Regions from separate parts of the Pan troglodytes genome. Here region 2 is linked to region 1. A link is a contact called in public Hi-C data. All regions are on one chromosome and are shown on one strand. Each heading gives the region's core, a stretch centred on a gene start, on an enhancer-like site or on the middle of the called end of the contact. The rest is flanking DNA. Distances are from core to core; before and after follow the strand shown.

The links. A called contact is a pair of places that touch in the nucleus more often than the background predicts.
Region 2: a contact with region 1 is called in a Hi-C map of induced pluripotent stem cells, with 1.8 times the contacts expected there. The contact joins two enhancer-like sites. A contact is called at or near these places in 2 of 7 Hi-C or Micro-C datasets (induced pluripotent stem cells and stem cell-derived neural progenitor cells) and 1 of 1 other capture datasets (stem cell-derived neural stem cells).

What each region holds. Positions count from the first base shown.
Region 1 is chr5:137,910,205-137,913,438 of NHGRI_mPanTro3-v2.0_pri, forward strand. All of the region lies in intron 12 of TRMT11 (tRNA methyltransferase 11 homolog), which reads left to right. Among named protein-coding and RNA genes, the nearest start is that of TRMT11, 47 kb to the left of the region's middle. Within about 2 kb of position 1,572, at least 1 of the 24 cell types and tissues checked has an H3K27ac peak or open chromatin away from gene starts, as enhancers often do. A contact at or near this core is called in induced pluripotent stem cells, where this site is marked.
Region 2 is chr5:138,058,042-138,061,275 of NHGRI_mPanTro3-v2.0_pri, forward strand. No RefSeq gene overlaps it. Among named protein-coding and RNA genes, the nearest start is that of CENPW, 160 kb to the right of the region's middle. Within about 2 kb of position 1,585, at least 1 of the 24 cell types and tissues checked has an H3K27ac peak or open chromatin away from gene starts, as enhancers often do. A contact at or near this core is called in induced pluripotent stem cells, where this site is marked.

The sequences.
Region 1 (3,234 bases), core at 322-2,821:
CAGTTTCTCCCTCCATTCCATGCCCTACATGGTGGCCAGAGTATCTTTCAGAATATAAATAGATAAGGAAACTCCTCTGCTTAAATCTCATCAATGGCTTTCTGCGGAATTTAGAATAAAATTCAGAATCCTTTACATAACCTTTATGTCAGCCTGATCTACTTCTGGCCTGTCCAGTCTCATCTTGTGCCACCTTCCCTTTTGCTTACCAGTTGTTATCCACCCTGGCCGTACCATAGTCTTTCAGGTCCCAGAATGGATTTACCTCCTTTTAGTCTCAGAGTCTTCTCACACGCACTGTGTTTCCTCTTCCTAGAATGTTTTCTTCCCCTCTTTTCATATGAGTAAATTTAATTCATCCTTTAGGTCTCAGATAAATGTCACTTCCTGAGAGAAGCCTTTCTTGTCCTTTCCCTTCACCGCTTCTGGATAGGTGTTTCCTTCTATTCTTCCCATATTCTTTTCTTGCCAGTGTTTAATCACAGTTTGTAAGTATATGTCTGGATGTACATTGTTTAATGTCTGTCTCTCCCACCACTGTACAAGCTCTGTGAATTCACGGAACTTGACTCTTTTGCTCACGATGCAATAAATATTTATGGAAAGAATACTGACTTTTAAGTGATTACTCTAGGCCGTTCTAGAATAAAAACAATCACATCAGTGGTATTTAAATCATCCATTTAAAGGAAGAGTAGGAACAGATAGTTATGGTAGCCAAAAGTTTTCTGTTTGAAAATACATTGAATTTTATCATTACCCTGATACTACTCTTCAAAAATCAGTGGGACAAAAACATTTTAATCCTATGATCCCTAGGCCTCATTTCTCATGAGAAGCAAACCAATAAAGCAGCTGAATTGACGTATTGTGGAAAATTATAACACCTTCCCTTTATTTAAGAAGGAGGTGATAAAAGAGAATAGCAAATTCTGGGAGAAGGCAGTAATTAGGAGGATAGTTTTATCTAAGTGGAATTCTCAATGAAGAATCTTTCGTATGTTGGAAGTCTGAGCAGTTTATGATGGTCAGTTTGAGAAACGTTTTTTTATATATGTATTCTCACAGTATAATCCAGAGGGTCATGAGTTGCGTTTAAAGCAGCAGTTTCAAATGTGACTACAGAACATACAGCTTGATTTATTTTCTTGAGAATGAATTCCCCATTAGATTAAAATTTATTATAAGTGGCTGAAATCGTTTTAGCATCTTTTTTGGTTCTTTTTAATGCTGTATTTTTGATATATAGTTGTAAACATAGATTGACTTGAATAAGGTCACGTTTATATACCTTTCTTTCTTGTTCTAGAGAGTAGTTTGGAATTTTAGGTCGGACACTGAGACAGTGTTACACGTTAGAATCGCTGAGGTGAATATGTAGTTGTCTATTTCTCCATCATTATTTAAAAATGAAATGGTGTGAATAAATGCTAACATTCCCTGAGGAAAAGGCCAGCCTGGTCATGTTGGGACTGTGGGACTCTCGATGTTTACAGCAATCCGGGACTCACAAACAGCTATCAAAACGGTGCTCCTGGCAGATGCATGGTCTGCTGTGCTGTAAGCTATTTCAGTTCACATCAGGAAGTACTCTAAAGAAGGATTGCTATGCTCCAGCCAGCAGAGGGTAGTGTACACATGAAAGTTAACTACCAATTTGTAAGCCTTCCTTTGGTTTCTTTGGCAAGTGTGTTAAAATTCCTCGAGTGGTTTATGTTTAGAATTAGCAGTACTGATAGGACAGGAAATTGGCTGGGTGGGACAGTGGTTAAAGGAGTCCTGCCTAAAACTTTAGATCTGAAATATGTGCTACCATAATGTTGCTGTTCAGTGAGGAATGTCCTCTAAATGTCAAACTCTATTTTGAATGACCCACTAATCCACCATGTGGGAAATTAACTCTTTAGCCATTGTTTTGATGTAATTTCTACTAAAAAAAAAGAGAATCATAATGGGAAAAACATGAGTTTTGAAGTCTGATTTAGGCTACAATTCTGGCAATGCTACTTACCAGCTGTGTGATTTGTGGTGGATTATTTAAACTCTTTAGCCCCATTATGTCCCTATCTGTAAAATTTAGATGATACTTTTCTGCAAAAAGATACAGAAAATTAAATAATTATGTAATAACACATAGTTGGTAGGAAATATATCTTCCTTTCTTGAATCATAACTTGTGTATTTCTTATAATGTTTACAATTGCTGATTGTCTTAAAAGGATAAATGATAGGGCTGAATGCTGTATATCTTCCTTATGTAGCCATTTATGGCTAGCACAAATTTACCTACAGAAACTCTTCTGATTATAAAAAATGATAATAGTATAGTCAATAGTCTTAATATTTTATTCATATCGTCTTAATTACTATCAATGGTTAAGAAATTTGGAAATTGTAGTCTTTTTATCACCATAGTCTTCTCTCTTGCCATTTCCTAATTCTTGTGTGTTTTTATTTTTCCATCAAATAGGTTTTGCTTACTAAACATTGGCAGAACTCGGGTTTTATGATACGTAGGTGATATCACAATGAATAGTGGTAGACAGATTTAGAAATGTTAGCGAAACCAAAAGTCAAACACTGGGATGAGCTTGAGTTAATGGGGAGATCAAAGATTGTGTTTGCTGAGGATACTCTTCTCCTTTTAAGTAAGCACTTTGGCCTTTGAGATACTGTGCTGAAAAAAAAAAAAACTTGCAGATATTCCTGGTTGAGATGCACAGGGAATGTGAATAGAGAAGAGTCATGAAAAGGTGATGAAAAATATGTAGAGTTGAATATCATCGTCTCAGATGTAAGCCCTGGCAAACTAAACCAAAGATAGGATGAAAGAGAAGTAGAGAGAAAAGAGAAAACAAAAAATGAGTTTGCCATTTTTTTTTTAGCATTAAGGTAATAAAAGTTCTGAATGCTGCATAGAGTATAGTATATTTCGTATGGTCTGGGTATATTTTAAATGTGTATTGTTCATAGATATGTGGTATTTATATGTATGATTATATGTGATATGTGTTGGACCATAGACATACTGAGTGTTTCGTGAGAAACATTTTATGAACTATGGTCTTTCCACTTAAGTGAAAATAGTAGCCAAAGTCCTTGGAATGTCTTACTCGAAGCAGGACTTGTGCTGCTAGATAATAGACTGGCGCCTGCCAGATCTCTGGCTGTGTAAGGGATTTGGAGCTTTTGGGTTTTCCAGAGTTTCTGTTATAAATGATAGATGTTGTGTTT
Region 2 (3,234 bases), core at 335-2,834, 150 kb after region 1:
TCAAACCAGTTTCTATATAAGAAAGGAGAAAAACCTATTTGTAAACTATAATAAATCAATATGCCTGAATCAAATTTCCTTTGTTAGAATAGAATATGCTATGTGATAAAGGACTGAAAAAATAGTTTGGGATGAAAGAAATTGGAAAAAAGATATAACTTTATAGACAAAACTTCAATCATTGTATTTTTTGATCATTGATTCATGAGGTTATATTTTCAGAAATATTTTATTTGGTCATCTTAGATGATCTACAAAGATTACCTATTGTGAATATGTATTATAATTTTTTAAAAATATACCTGAGTATATTTTATGCCATTCAAATCAGAATTTGTACCAGAGAGCTAAATATTCTGTATAAGTGATAAATACCTTGTCCAAGCCATAGTAATTATTGCCATTAGCCAAGTGAACCTAGTATCACCTTCATTCATTATACAGTCTATCATGTTCTCAGAAAGGACGCAAGGACAATTTAGCAAGGATGTGTAGTTTATCATGTTTATAGCCAGGAGGCCAGGAAAATTTACGCAGGGAAAATTTGGCAAAGAAAATTTAGTGTTAGAGTTATAAACACAGTAATTCCTAACATGTTAGTCCTTAAATGGATTACTGTAAAGAAGGTAGTAAGTTTAGGTCAGAGCTATGACATATAGAAACAAGAATGATTCATATACTTTTAAGACAGTATTCAAATCAATGAGTTACTATCTATTTTTCTTCAACAACTGCTTATGCATGTGGCAATATGAGCCTAAGACAGGTGCTGATGCCTTAGTCACTTGGCCACACAGTTTTGTGGTTTACGAGTCATGGGAATCGCTTGTCTTACTCTGACTGCTAAAGTTCTGTCCTATTGTCTTTTCATGTAATAGAAACATGACTCTGATGACAAAGCCCAACTAATTACACGACTTAATTTAATAGTTTAAAGCGCAAAGGGCATTCCCTGAGCAGTAAAATCTTTTGTTTGGAAATTTTAAAACAAATCATATTTTACTTTATGTTTTATATTTATGTAATAAGTATTTACAAGAACACAATTTTTTCAAGATTTAAACTGCTCATTGTTCCATAAATAGGACACACATTTAGAAAGAGGATTTTTTTTTTTAAAGGAATATTTTAGTAATTACTTCTGGCTAAAAACATAAAACTCTTTTAGTGCTTGATGTTACTGGAACCTTGCTCTAGATTATTTTTTGAATCTTTGCTGTGAGGTTAAGAATAGAAATGTTTTCACTCCCAATTATTGCTTTGAATTAAGATTTTGTGTCTGGGTGAAATTTTCCTCTGGCTTAATGCATGACCAGGCTGGTAGAAATGTTTCACCTAAATCCTCTTATTTTTGTTAAAACATTCATAATCCCAAACCCTAATAGTTGGAAGTGCATGTGATAATTGTTAGTCCCACTCCTGTCCTCATTTTATAAATTCCCCTGACAACAGCCTTGCTTAAGATTATCACCTAACTTCTGTTTGATTTCTTCCAGTGATAGAGAAGTTTCTGTTCAATTTAGGCCTCTTGGGTCATGTTACCAACTGTTTTTACCCTAATACAGATTCCTACATATCAAAGAGTTTTGTGGGTTGGACCAAGGAGCAAGAAGGCTTTACCTTAAAAGGTCAGGAATGTAAATTGCCCAAGGTGAACTCTGATTTAAAAGAAAAGGGCACCATTGTTCCAGTGGGATTGTGATTATGATAGTTAATAGAAAACATTGTCAGCCATGTTGGCTCTGGGGATGAAGAAGAGGGTGTTTTCCAAGACTGGGATTGATGTTAGTATCCTGTGAGTGTAAAGTGTTCTAATATCTGGCCTGTTTTCAGGAGAGCTGAGGCAACTGAGGCAGCTTACTGAGCCAAAGTTCTTACTAGCCTTATTTCCTTTCCTTTATTAATTCTATTATTTTAATGGCTTTTTGTTAACACTTAGAGGTAAGGAATACAGTTTGCCAAATACATAGCAAGTCATCCTGTCAAAAACAGATATTTCAAGATAAAACTCCTTGGTCTGAAAAGACAGATTCAAAAGAAATTGTAGACAGTTTCTACTATCAATGATTTTACAGACTGATGGAGATAAGACAGGAGATAACAACCTCGTAGATAAAGCATATAAAACATGAAAGCTTTTATAACTTTATAGAATGTAAATATTACATATTAACATAAACTCTAGAATGCACAGGTTCATCAAAGCAGAATGGGATTGAGAACCTTTCTACAAAAAGGATGTAAAGAATATGACTTTTCAGGGTTGAGGGAAAGATTTTGGGGAATGAAGAGGTGCTCTTTAGGAGGTACGGATGGGGGATCCTGTGATAATCAGCATATCCTCGCAAAGCAGAAGGGTTGAAGGGAGTTTGTCTGTGAATAGAGCCTTGCTGACTTGGGTAGCATTTCTTCTTTTTTTCCCACTTCTTGGTGGTCGTTTCTTCAAGAGGATTTGGACTTACCACTCAGGAAGACCTGGTATAGACTGCTTTACTGTGCATCTGGGCTAATGGGGTTTGATTGTTGAAGGCCTTAGTGGTCTCTTTTTGAGGACCCCTTTTTGTCATCTTCCCTTATGGGGTCTGTGCTTGAGATCAGTATGGTAGCCTGACCCCTGACTCCCCCAACCCCACCATGCAGTGTGACCCTTTTCCAGGTGTTTAAGCCTCTTCTCTGGGACACCTTGTACAATACTATATTACATTTCCTCCTGACTTGAGCTTGCAGCCTTCATTCCTGTGCAGGTAGGCAGACAGCTTTAAAGATTTGCTCTTAGAGGGATTACTTTTGGAACTTAGGACTCTGGTGATTTCCTGAGCTGAGAATGACTTTGCCCAGGAAATAATGAATTGAATCATTGTCTGTCTTTTGACCCTCAGATCACCTTTTTTATTTTGCAATCTCTGCCCAGTCACTAGGTATCAGCCTGGCTGCACCCACTGATAATACCTTTGTATATTTTGTAATTGAAAGGCCAATTTCAGGCCCATTTCAACTGGGGCTGTTGGAACTTCACCTGCCCCCTACAGGGAGGTGAGGTTTGTGAAACTGGGAAACTGGAATAACAAGTGAATTAACACACCCATCCCTCCAACACCACCCACCCACTGCAGGCTTCGTAGACTGATTGATGACATTTCCTAATATAGCAGGGGTAAGATGACTTATTTTGGAAATAGAATTAAAACTTTCCCTTTTTAGGAGCAAGCATCACTTTGGCAACACCATCAACCC